Regions from separate parts of the Anas platyrhynchos genome. Here regions 1 and 2 are each linked to region 3. A link is a contact called in public Hi-C data. All regions are on one chromosome and are shown on one strand. The core of a region is the stretch at or near the end of the contact, and the rest is flanking DNA. Distances in the headings are between cores, read along the strand shown. Region 1 holds the start of FABP6 (fatty acid binding protein 6). Region 2 holds the start of PTTG1 (PTTG1 regulator of sister chromatid separation, securin). Region 3 holds the start of TTC1 (tetratricopeptide repeat domain 1).

Region 1 (4,213 bases), core at 546-3,045, 130 kb after region 3:
TAAGGCAAAATTATAATACAAGTCCCATGGAATTACACATTACGTTAATACGAAATGAGTTCATTCTGAATTTATTATGAATGATTACTCTGAGTACCAAAGGAATTAATAATCATCAGCCATTTCTGTGGAGAGTTGTTGAATAATTGCCAGCTACAGCTGTATTAGGAATTTACAAGCTTTCCTGATCAGCATTAATTCTGAAAGGATCATTTCTTTTCAGGGGAGAGCTTCTACTTTTATTCTGAATCCTTGTTCCTTGTTCAACTGCATTCCAGTTTTAAAAGCACTTCAAAGATAGTCACTCAACCTTGTTCATTCACTAATGGAATTACTTTCCTTATCTCCACTTTGTCTTTAAATTATCTCAGTTGGCTTTATACTACACGTCTGAAAGGTTAATAAACTTTAAAGCATGTTGGGAGACATTCAAGGGCAGGGTGACTCCAACATGACAAAAAGAATGCAAAGGCGTTATATTTATGACTGTGGCAAGTAAATTCTGAAAGTAGAGGTATCCTCGGCCTTTGATTTGGTTCCTGAAAGTTCCTTCTGTTCCTACCAGCATTTGAAGACTCAGCTGTTTTGCATATCAGAAGTAGCTGATTTGGGAGGCAGAGGGAATTAACTACTCTCTTTAGATGAATTTTTCCTTTGGGTATAAGCTTTAATGAGGGTTTTACTTCCCTGAAAACTTACTCATGCTATGTGTCTGCAACAGCCACACAGTTTCAACTCACATGATCCTAATAAATTTAAATGCACTGTTGAGCCTTTCTGCATAACTTCTCATTGTACCTAGTGGCTTGATTCCTTCCCATAGTGCTGTCAATGTGTACTTAGATAGGAGGCTTGCTATGTGCTGGTGTTAGAGAGGTGCCTTAGAGAACCATCAGTTAGATAAGCTTTACTGTGAGTGTTTTGTTGTGCTTTTTGTGTTTTGTTTGTTTGTTTTTATTCTATGAGACAAACTCATTATAAAAAGCCTGTGTGCCTTAAGTCTCACAGAACAAGGTTATACCACTTCCCTTGCAGTCTGTCTGCTGACAGTGGGGCTCCAAATTAGTATGCAAACCCTTGTGTTTTTCTGTGACAGCTGAATCCACTCAGAGGGGTTCATAAATGCTAGTCTGCTACAAATAACATTTGCATATAAAGTTAGATTCATTAAATTGTTTGTGTTGAAGTTGTAGCTTTGCTGTAGGTGAAGCTGAAGAACTCAGGCTGAATTCAGGGAAGCAAGCATTTGGCCTGTGTTCTATAATGTTTAATTAAATCTATATGAAGCAGCCCTGCGTATTATTGATTGCCCAGATAGCAATAAAATGTACTTAAGCAAAAGCTAATAATATATGGTATTTCAGTGTTGCCATAATCCAGTGTTTAGGAAATCATTATCATTTAGAAATATGTCCCAAAATGAAACATGAAGATAATTGCTTTTATAAATACTGATACACTTAACTGAGCTGATTGTCTGATACTGTACTGATACTCTTACTGAACTGATTGTCTGGCTCAGGCAGGAGATTTTGCATTTCAAACAGTCAGAGACCAAGGAGATTGGAGACTGATCTTGGAGCTTCAGCTGTGGCACTGGGCTAGTTAGAAACCCTGGTATGCTTTAACTGAAGTCAGGGGGATTTATGGGGGAGGTAGGGACTTGCTGTAGGACACGCTGATTGGCGTACAGGCCTTGGCCACCAGATATTTGGCCACCAGAGGGCACAGTCCCCTATAGAATAATGGTATTTTCTTTGACCTACATAAAGGGCAGCTGCATCTTCCTCCTGAAAATGATTGATAGTGCCAGGTACCCTGAAGTTAATAACCTTTCTGAAAACTGTTTTTAATTTTTACACCTGGAGCTTTTTATTCTTTTGTCTTTCTCCATTACAGCTCTTACCTCATGCCTTCTTCTTACACCCCTGTATGTGTAGAGGGAACTGCTTCTCATTTTTTCCACTGGTCTCAGTTATAGCTGTTAATTCAGTTGAATTTCAACTCAGTTCTGTTAAGTAGAAACATGACATAAACAAGGATGTTTGCAGCGGTGTGCAGCTACCCACATTGCTGTAGATGGAATGGATTACATATGTAATGATGTATACATGTATGCATACATGTATATATACATGTATACATTTTGGAAAAAAAAAGTGGATAATTTTGGTTTAATTTATTGTGGTTAGTGTTGTTGTTGTTGTTTGTTTGTTTAACTAAGTAATTCTGCACCGTTTAGCTAAGTGCCCAGCCGACCAAGGCTGAAGCACTGCTGTAGAGGAATGCAAAAGCAACTTTACAGGCTTACAGCTCTGAAGAGGCAGGAAATTCATGAGTATTGTAAATACAAAGTGTAAGGTCATTAAATGAATGAAGTTTTTAGCTGAAACTGAGAGGAACTTGGATGACTAACATTAACAATTGTGCAAGTAACCATCACCTCAGTAAAGTCAGAAGGCCTCCATACCTTTACTCTTGGAATAAATATTGTCCTGACTCAATATTTGAAAGACTACTCAATGAAATTCTTCATTCTCCAATGCAGTCTTGAATTTCATTACATTTTATAACAAAAAGGCAGGAACTAAAGTAGAGATTTATTTCAGAATGAGTGAGCAGAAAATGGATGCAAATACAAAATGCACATTAGAAATTCCTCTGCACAGATGGGTACAGATGGTATGTTTGCTCCCAACTTGTTCTAAACTGATTTGGATCCCAAGCAGCCAGGCAGAGTAAGCACGGTTATTGACACTGTGCAGTCTTACCTTTATTTTTTATGTGGATGTTTTTAATACATTCTGCAACTCTCATGTACAGCATAGCATTACAACTCCTTGGAGGTGAATAAACTCCTCCTTAGTGTAGCAAGAATGACCCACCCAGCCAAGTAACTATTCACCTGTAATTTCCTGTACTACATGCCAGCACTATGCCCACCACATTCCCACTGCAGACAAGCTCTAAGTGTTGTATAGCTGTGTATATGTCAGCATTTTTATATCACATCACAAGATAATTATCAATATAATTTGATCTTTATAAAGAAAGGGAACATAAAAGCCCAAGTACTGTTCATATAATCTGATTATCTTTTTCCTGTTTCAGAGAGCTGTGCCGTTTTCTTTATCCAGTTTGATCTATCTTCCAAGGCCTGTGTGGTGTTACTGTGCTGATGGCATTGTCCCCTATTAAGTTCTGTGTAAACAGACGAGTTTATGGCTCAAGTTCATTTACCTTCTTTACGGCGTTATGCATGTCTCTCTGAAATGTTGAGAGCCTAGTGCAAGACAGAGGCCTTCAAAACTGAGCTAACCTGAGGATGGTCTCACTGGTTGCCCACTCCCCAAAAGCACAGCGGTGGCAGGACCCTGGTTACCTTTCAGTATGTGGAGCAGACGGAGCCACGTGAAGGAGGCAAGTCTCTTACATAAAGACTTGCACAGCCAGTTGTGCTGAGCAGCAATAAAGATTCTCACAGCCCATCAGTAGAGCAACTGCAGAATTCCCTTGGGTGACTGAAAGTAATTGGCTCTTCAGAGCTCTCACCCTTTGCTTCTAAGGGCTTGTTTATTATAAGAATGTTTAAATTAATGTGCCATGCTTTGGACACAGGATTTATGCATAGACCTAGGATTTCTTACTGACTACATCATCTTTTCACTATACTATAAGCACTGATAGGTCACTTTTTTTTTTTTCTTTTTTTTTTTCAGTTTTCAGCTTGTCCATGTATGGAATGGGGTTGATAATACCTTCCTGTAAATGGAATTTTTGAATTTATGTGAGTGAAATTACTAGGGTTTTTTTTGCCTCTGTAATGGCACAGAGTTTAGCACTGTTGTAGCTTAACTGGTAACTACTTAGCTTTACCCTGGCAATAGGAACAGAGGTCTCTGCGTGTGCAGCCACTTCGTTGTGTTCCATGCTAATGCTATTTTACTTTATGGAGATGAGGCCTGAGGACCTGGGTCTAGCTGATAAAGGAAGTTTCCCTTTCAGTTATCTGCTCCTGCACAAGTTTCAGATTAAGAACTATTCAGAAATAGTTCTAATTAAAAAAAAAAAAAAAAGGAAAATAAGTGTCAAATATGGTGGCAGAAGGGTCAAAATCATTTTACAGGCACTTTAAAATCAGGTCCAAAGGTAATACTGACTGCAAAGCAAGTTTCTCTGTTCCTTTCCTGAATCTTATGAATTTGTAACTGAT
Region 2 (4,426 bases), core at 954-3,453, 190 kb after region 3:
TATCAATGGAGCTCTTCTAAAGCCAGTTAAATTCAACACAATAAGCCTCCAAATTCTAAGTAAACATGAGAAGTTCAATTCTGTATTTTAAAGTAATACAACTGACTCAAAAGTACCAATTACTGACTCAATTTTCAACAGTTAAAGAAGTGATTAAAATAGCTTCTGGGGACTGCTTCTAGCTGACATGAAACAGACAGCCACAGCAGCATCTGAGTTAAATTAACATGAAGAACTAAAAGCCAACCTTTTACTTTAGTGCTTATCACAAACAGAATTGATAAACACCACCCTGAACGGTAGCTTTTTTTCTTCACTTCTCTCTTGTGTCTCCTACATAACTACTGTTTCAGAATCTTTCAAACAGAATTTTGATACTTGTAACCTTTTTCAAAGTAACTTTTTCAAAATAGTAGTTTTTAATGAAAAATAGCTAGCTAAATTTAAGATTAGAACTCGTGTTGTTTTCAAAGCCATTAGAACATCAACAATGGTCAAGTTTACCTCCATGCAGTCTTTCTTTTTGTGTGTCAATGCACCACAGTTCTCACAAGCTCCTTTACGATATCGGGTAGCTATTGCATGCTAAACAACAGAAAAGACAATCATTGTACAAAATTGTGGCAACATTCGTGTATGTGTTTCCATCAACTAATTCATTTTTTTCAATACCACTAAAGCACATATGCTCTAGCCAAACCCCAAATGCTTATTTTGGTTATCACCAAACACAGGGACATACCTGCTGAATACAAATTCCCAGCTCTTGCCTCCCCCCAAAAACACAGACCCAGAAATTGCAGGATGTCAATAACTCTTATTTCCTCAAAGAAAACCTTTATTTTAGGACAAAAACATCTTGCACACCTCTTGAACTCCTCGTTTGTACCAATCTCCAGAAGAGCTGTACTGTTTCTGCTTCTCTGGCTGGGGTCTCTGGTGCTTTAGTGTGGGCCTTTTAGAAGGATCTATGTACCATGGCACTGAGGAAATGTACTGAGGAATATGAGGATTGATATCTCTGTAAAAGATATCACGAAATAAATACGTGGGACAGGAAAAGAAAAAAACAAACTCGTGATTTAGCTTAACAAATAACTTTTACATTAAGTTCAATGCTTTAAAAGTGATAATAATCACTGAAGCTATAATGCATTCCAAAGAAGTAAGGTCATCTTAAGTATGTAAACAGACTTTTTCGAGATTTTGTTACCATTAATTCACCTAAACTCCTGACTCCAAATTAAATACTTCCTTCTACAGTTACTGAGCACAAGAATATTAATGCTTCTCTTTCCAGAGGCCATAGGATGGTGAGCAGGAGCCTTGTAGATGCAACAGAGAAAAGGAATAAACAAACTGTAAAGTCTCCCAGTACTCTGTGTGCACCCCTTGTAAAACACTCCTTGTCGGTGTTCGCATCTCCCCAACAGATCAGGTAAACAGTGATTTATTGGGCTAACACCCCAACAGCTCAGATGAACACTTTGTTCTGGAAGCAGAATCGCCTGTTTTCCGAGACAGACCGGAACGTTCAAAGCAAATTCATGAAACTGCGCAGTTTCCTTCCGCAGCGCGTCCTGCGCCCCTCCGAACCCCGCAGTGCCACGGGCAGCAGGCCTGCTGACCTGTGCCTGTAGCCAGCACGCTAACGAGACTTACTTCCCTTCTTCGTCCACTTCAGCAGGCGCGTTTCCCAGCTTTCTCTGTTCCTCCAGCTCCTTCTTCTTCCTCCAGTCTTCCCTCGTCATCTTCTTGGGCTCCTCCAGGCCCACCTCGCCCGGGCCCCCCGCGGCAGCGCCGCCGGCGGCCGCCCCAGCCGCCATTTTGTCTGCCTCCAACCGAGACCCCCGCACGGAGCCGGCCCGACGCCGCTGTGCAGCACGCCTCGCGCAGCTTTACTTTGTTGTTTTTCTACCCTTCCCCTCCTTCAGCGGCGGCGCGCGTCCCTCCGCAAGGCCGCGGTGACGGAGCGGTGACGGAGCGGTGACGGAGCGGTGACGGAGCCACGCCGTGACCCCGCCTCCCCCGGCCCTCCCTGCCGCCCGTCTCCCGGCTACCCCGCGGCACCGCGCCGCCACCCCACCATGCACCGCGGCCCCTCCTCGAGCCCCGCCCCTTGAAGGCCCCGCCCCCCGCGGCGGCCTCACGCCGGTACCGCAGCAACGCCGCGGCGTCGGGAGCGGGGCCGCCCCTGCCCGGTTCTGGCCCGCCCACTGGCGCTGCTGAGCCAATCGAGTGCCTGAGCGTTGGTCAAAGCAGCCAATGGGAGAGGCGGGGTCGATTTAAGAGCTGGCAGCGGGAGGGCGGTGCCTTAGGGCTCGTGCCGTTGCTGGAGGTGAGGCGGGACCGTGGCGGGACCGTGGCGGGACCGTGGCGGAGAGGTAGCGCCGGGTGCTCCCCCACGGACAGGGTCACCTTCTACCAGCTCGGGTTGGTCAGGGCCCCATCCAGCCTGGCTTTGAGCACTTCCAGGGATGGGCCACCAGCAGCTTCTCTGGGCAGCCCGTGCCAGGGCCTCGCTGCCCTCATGGTGTTGCTTTCCTTTGTGGAGTAAGCAGCAATAAACACCGTAGAAAAGTCATGCAGTGGCCCAGAGATACAGGGCCTTGCTGTGTAAGATTCCTAGGGAAACCTTGCAACTTTCTTAAATCCCTGTGCCCTCCTAGGGTGCTGTGAGCTTGCCATGTGCATGGATACCTTCAGATATAAGCATGTAGTCAAGCTATTATGACTTGAAGCATGTTGTTCTCCACTCAGAAACCTTAGTATTGTCTATGACAAAAGCCAGATGACTTTCACATCTTCCACTTCTCAGAACCAGCTCTGCCTGTAGTGCTGTTTAAAAACTGTGCTGTGCTGAAATAAATGATAAGAACTGATTTCTTCTTTTTCTCTGTATCTTTCTAGAGTGGTCTCACCAGCCTGAAGATGACTACTCTCATCTTCTTAGATAAGGAGAATGGTGAAGTTGGTGCTGCTAAGAATCAATTAAGACACCCTTCAGGATCATGTGCGTATATGCCCTGCTAAAGTAGTGGGGAACAGAGTAAGGTGCATGAATTGTGTTTCATTATTCACTGATTTGAACAGAGAGCAAAATTGCTGAATTAGGTACAAAAATAAAACTAAGCTTATCAGTTGTTATGAAAGTGAAAATCACTTCTCTGTCACAGAGAGGGCTTATGCTTCTGAATTATAAGTAGAGAATGACAACTTGCTTTCTAATGTGCACCTAATGAAGCAGGCTTTAGGGTTGACATGGTGCTAAAGCTTGTTCTCTTCTTCCACTCCAGCAAAAGTCTTATCTGAAAGAACTCAAGTCACTACACCGCTTCCTAAAAAAGCAATTAAAGCATCTCCAGCCACATCACACTCTGTCAGAAAGGCTCTTGGAGACGTGAATAGGACTGTAGGAGTCACAAACAAGAAAGAGCAGATGAGACAGGAAAATCAGCCTTGCACTGCAAAGAAAGTAAGTACAACTGCCTTTCCACCAAGGGTGGATGGGAGGGAAGGAAAGGGTGTAGGGCTTACCTACATAGATACAAGGCATGCAATAACTTTGTGAATATATAAAAGTAAAGAAGTGGCTCTAGAGAAAATATTGGCTGAGTTACTGTCTTGTTCATGTTCTGGTTAGCAGGACTTTAATATAATGAGCCTAAATGCTGTACAGCAGGGATTTGTTGCCAGTGCATAAAGTACAGTTAGAAAAGCTAAGCAGCATAAGGGCAAATGCTTCAGCTACCTTGCATTGAAGGTGTTAAAATTTAGATGTAACTGAGGACTGTATTCTTCAAGTGTTCTTGTCTTCTCTGTGCTGGGCAGCTTTATGGACAAAAAGGATACTGCATTTAAAAAAAACAGATTAGCTCAAGTAATATCTTTCTCTTGTTAAGGTTGCTGAAAAGGCTGCTGGATTAGAGAGCCAGGATGTGATACTTGAAGAACCCTTCCTTGAAATAGAAAACATGTTTTGCTATGATCCTGGAGGTAAGAGTTCTTTGTAATTATTAGAACAAAGAATCAGGCTTTAAGTGCTGACACCGTTGTAAGACTGGCCAAGTTGCAGTGGTAAACAACCTGATGTGCTTCTCCAGAGTCCATTCTTAAGCATAAGGGCATTCACCATTTTTTGAAGCACCACCTCATTTGTGTTTGAATGTTTTAACTGCAATACTTGTGCTCCAAACATGTAGTCTCCGTGTCTGTTATAGTGGCAGGAAGCTAGTTCCAAATAACCAAGTTATAGTTCTTATTTCATTAAATGGCATCTAGCAGGCAACCATATAAATAAAGGGCTACTTGAATGTGGACTTCTCCTAAGAGTGTGCCAAGACAGTATTCTGTAACAAGAGAAATCCCTACTCTGTGGGATGAAATAGTTGAAACTTCTAAAACCATTCTTCATCTCTGTGATGAG
Region 3 (4,106 bases), core at 1,123-3,622:
TCACACGCACTGACTATGTTGGTACATCATGAGGAGTTGGAGTCTTTCAGCTCATTTGCCAGCTGGAGGACTGGCCCCCTGCAGAATGCAGAGAGCCCCTCATGTTCTTCTGGTGGCTTCATCCCCTGGACACCAGTGAACTCTCTGGGCTTCCACTCCACAGTGGCATTGAGGGACAGTTCTAGACAAGTGGTATTTGAAGATTTTCACTGAGCTGCATGTGCTCATGGCTAACATCAACAATCATAAACTGTAGTCCCTTCTGCTAAAAAGGATGCCTAGGGACACCCCCATCTTTAATGGACTAGGACCCTTGGAAAGCTTGCCCTTCTTGCTAGATTTAGAGCAAAGATTCATGAGAAAATGAATTCATGAGAAACCCTTGATGCCCAGTATTATTCTCAACAGTACAGTTCTTTTGGGGGATGGAACCCTGTGTCTTCTTTCCCCTCGCTACAAGAAGGACATCGAGGTGCTTGAGCGGGTCCAGAGAAGGGCGACGAAGCTGGTGAGGGGTCTGGAGAACAAGTCCTACGAGGAACGGCTGAGGGAGCTGGGCTTGTTCAGCCTGGAGAAGAGGAGGCTCAGGGGCGACCTTATTGCTCTCTATAGGTACATTAAAGGAGGCTGTAGCGAGGTGGGGGTTGGTCTGTTCTCCCACATGCCTGGTGACAGGACGAGGGGGAATGAGCTAAAGTTGCTCCAGGGGAGTTTTAGGTTAGATGTTAGGAAGAACTTCTTTACCGAAAGGGTTGTTAGGCACTGGAACAGGCTGCCCAGGGAAGTGGTGGAGTCACCATCCCTGGAAGTCTTTAAAAGACGTTTAGATGTAAAGCTTAGGGATATGGTTTAGTGGGGACTGTTAGTGTTAGGTCAGAGGTTGGACTCGATGATCTTGAGGTCTCTTCCAACCTAGAAATTCTGTGATTCTGTGATTCTTCCCAAACCCCTGTGCTCTTTGCACAGCCAGGGGAGTTTTAAATAGCATTTTATCCAATTTAAAACTGCAGAGCTTGATTTTGTACCACAACTGTAATTTCTTTCTCCCTTTTCAAATGAAACGATATTTAACAGGATAGCATAAAGGTTCAGAAATATTTTTTTACATAAACCAGAATAAATTACAGTGCTAGCAGAACAGCAAAAAGACACATTTTTGTGGGCTAAATCACTACAGCTGGGATGTTGCAGAATGCTGAATCTACTTTTTTATCCAGAGAGAGGAGAAAAAAAATCAGCCATAGACTTTTTGTTTGCTTTCACTGTAACTAGCCAACTTACTGCTTCTTGCCAATTTACTGCAAAGTGCTTCAATACAATTTAATGCCCACATCCATTACTGATACCAACACATTCGGTTACTAGAAATGTTCATCTAGAAGCCCAAATCAAACCAATGAAGACCAAAGATGAATCTAGTATCTAGATCTTCAATTTTTACTTTAACTTTGAAATGCTGAACAACCCTCAGGCCCTTCAGACTTGAATCAGTGTGGTGACATTTAGAATTCTGGAAGACAGGACAGGTCTCAAAATATTCTTAAGGACCTGTCTCCTCCCCAGGATGCTCATGTGTGCTAGATACGCTTCAGTCCACCAGTGGAGATCTGGAGATTTAATATTTTCTTGGTCTTTTTAACAACTATGTGTGAAAACATAAAGAGCTGGCTCAGCTTTAATAGTCTCAGCATATTTTGCCATGATATAAAGGCAAAGAAGAAAGGGAATCCCCTTCCTCATAAAAGACCAATTACCTTTTATTTTTTTAAGAACCCATATTCACTGAGGCTTCTCCTCAATCACATCCTGCTGATCAGGACAAATTCTACCCAATATGAATCTGGAACATATCTCTATATGTTGCAGAGATCTTTTAGTTGTTGAAAAGCTTGCTGAAAAACTGCTTAGAGCAATGAAAGCCTCATTATACATGCCGACTGCCTCATGGCTTGGCACAGCGATTTTCAATAAAAAGGCGCTGCCTCACATACTTTTCCCTAAGTCAAAACTTGTAGAAAAGTCAGTTTTGTTTCTAAGTTTGAGGTGCAACACTTGTGTGGTACGGAATGACTGGATGCAAAGCAAAGTGACAGAGGGCTTTATTCCAGTGCTTAGTTACACAGAATTTGTTTTCCACATGCTACTGGAATAAAAGATAAATAAACCTCAAGTGCATCACGCAGCCAACCAGTTCCGGGTGCCCTGCAGGCGGTACAGCCGTGACATGCCACACAGCTGTCCTGAGGGCCCGAGCCCTCTTGCTGCCCACCCACCGGGCCCTCCCTATTTCCCTCCAGCCCTCCCCCAGGCCTTATTTGTGGCCTCACCACGGCCGGGGCCCTGACGGAGCTCTGACTCAGGCTCTACACGGCGTTACCCAGGGCTCTCGGGGCTGTAACGCCCCCTCTCACCCCCCAGCCTAAGGGCTCCCTCCCCTCCCCTGCCCTCCGCTCCCGCCGGCGGGCCCGCGGGCCGAGAACTACAAATCCCAGCAAACCTCAGAAGCCGAGACCCCGTCAGCCCGTAGCGACTACAAGCCCCAGTAAGCCCCGCGCGCACCGCCCCCTTTCTACTGGCTGGCCCAGAGGCAGGAAGCGCCCCGCGAGGTGAGGCGGGTGCGGAGGAAGCCGGAAGAGAAGGCGCAGGTCGGGGCCTGGGGGCGGCCGGGCCCGGTGCAGGCCGTGCCGGGGTGGCCGTGGGGGTGGCCGGGCCCCCGGGCTGCAGGTGGGCGCGGTGGGGTCCTGCTGCCGGACGGCCGGGGCCTGGGCTTGGGGCTTAACGGGGGTGTGGCGGCAGAGCGGTGCCCCCCTCAGCTGTGTGGCGGCTGGGAGGGATGTCTGCTGGTGTCCTCCCCTAGAGGGGCTATGGGTTCCGTCGGGTGATGTCATCTGTTAATAGCTCGGTTCTTTAGGTGCGTTTATAAGCATTCTAGATACTTGTTTGCTGTATTGGGTGATTTCTTTCTCGTTTCTAAAAATCTAACCTTTCCAAGGACTCTGACATGGAACAGTTTAAAGATGGAAGCCCGCCTGAAGAATTACTTGGTCACTTAAAGCTTTCTGATCAGAAGGCATCGCAGAGCACCAGCTCGTTGGCTTCTGGCCCTAAAGATATCCACAATCCCCAAAATATGGGAAGTGGCTATGCAGCATCTTCAACCAAAGATCCCACGATAGCAGATGAGTGTTTCCATGACTGTCATGACTCCTTTGAAGTGAAAGAACCTGTACTGGATGATGAAGGGAATATACAGAGTGACGAGAATAGTACAAGGAAGCAGACAGAACTAGATGAAGAATACTTACTGGAACTAGAAAAAGATATGCCAGAGGAAGAAAAACAGGTAATTCAAAGTACCCACATTGAATATAAGAAGATACCTTTTCAGTGTCACTTCTCTGAATGGTCTGTGACCAGCATGAAAATGGACCTTTAAAACTCTTGTATGTGACTAATGTTAGTGTTCCCAGTTTCTTTTTGGTACCTATTATTTTGTTAGTTTTGCTTACTGCTGCTAATCATCACATTCTGTCGCAGGTTTTTATCTACTTTCACCAGTGTGTAAGGTTGCTGTGACTTAAGACAGTTTATAAGAAACAAAATTTTCCCTGTTTCACATTGTTGAGTTGTGCATTATTTGTTTTCCCCAGATTATCTGCAGAATGCTTTCCAAAAACTCAGGGAGGGAGGGGTTTCAGATACTTTTGATATCTGAAAGGCTAGTTGGTGTATTAGTGTTTTGGGATTAATGTTGAAATTTATCCCTATAGATTATTGAGGCTTTAAACAAAATGCTTTAACTGTTTTTGTTTGTTTTCAATGTTGGGCAAAATGCTTGGGTAGCAGGCTGTGTGAGCTTGTGAGGAATAATGAAATAGGCTTGAGGGTTTGTTCAGCAGCCTCTAAAAGTGTCTATGCCACAGTAAGTCTGTGTGAACCAGTTGGTGTGACCCTTAGTCAGTGGTGTTACTTGATAGCCATTAGCTTTCAAGGTTCTAGGGTATTATGGTCATCATATAATTAGATTAAAAAAACTTCTTGCAACTTGAATTTGTGAATGGTGAGGAAGTAAAAATACTAAACCAAAACCTTATCCAGCCTCTTAA

Evidence for each region. Hi-C and Micro-C count contacts between places; a contact is called where the count stands out from the background.
Region 1: a contact with region 3 is called in a Hi-C map of subcutaneous adipose tissue, with 1.7 times the contacts expected there. The contact joins the promoter of FABP6 here to the promoter of TTC1 in region 3. A contact is called at or near these places in 2 of 8 Hi-C or Micro-C datasets (liver and subcutaneous adipose tissue).
Region 2: a Hi-C map of subcutaneous adipose tissue shows a contact between it and region 3, with 2.4 times the contacts expected there. The contact joins the promoter of PTTG1 here to the promoter of TTC1 in region 3. A contact is called at or near these places in 2 of 8 Hi-C or Micro-C datasets (liver and subcutaneous adipose tissue).

The regions. Positions count from the first base shown.
Region 1 is chr14:19,737,834-19,742,046 of IASCAAS_PekinDuck_T2T, reverse strand. It overlaps FABP6 (fatty acid binding protein 6), which reads left to right and starts at 1,795. Exons shown (of 5, transcript XM_013093975.5): 1 at 1,795-1,813. LOC119718353 (a long non-coding RNA gene) reads right to left here and starts at 3,511. Exons shown (of 3, transcript XR_005269363.2): 1 at 3,383-3,511; 2 at 1,907-2,011.
Region 2 is chr14:19,671,203-19,675,628 of IASCAAS_PekinDuck_T2T, reverse strand. It overlaps PTTG1 (PTTG1 regulator of sister chromatid separation, securin), which reads left to right and starts at 2,203. Exons shown (of 6, transcript XM_005009297.6): 1 at 2,203-2,338; 2 at 2,911-3,013; 3 at 3,297-3,475; 4 at 3,903-3,996. The coding sequence starts at 2,932. It overlaps SLU7 (SLU7 homolog, splicing factor), which reads right to left and starts at 1,974. Exons shown (of 15, transcript XM_005009353.6): 1 at 1,663-1,974; 2 at 868-1,021; 3 at 505-585. The coding sequence starts at 1,826.
Region 3 is chr14:19,866,670-19,870,775 of IASCAAS_PekinDuck_T2T, reverse strand. TTC1 (tetratricopeptide repeat domain 1) reads left to right here and starts at 2,372. Exons shown (of 8, transcript XM_027465314.3): 1 at 2,372-2,606; 2 at 2,993-3,343. The coding sequence starts at 3,002.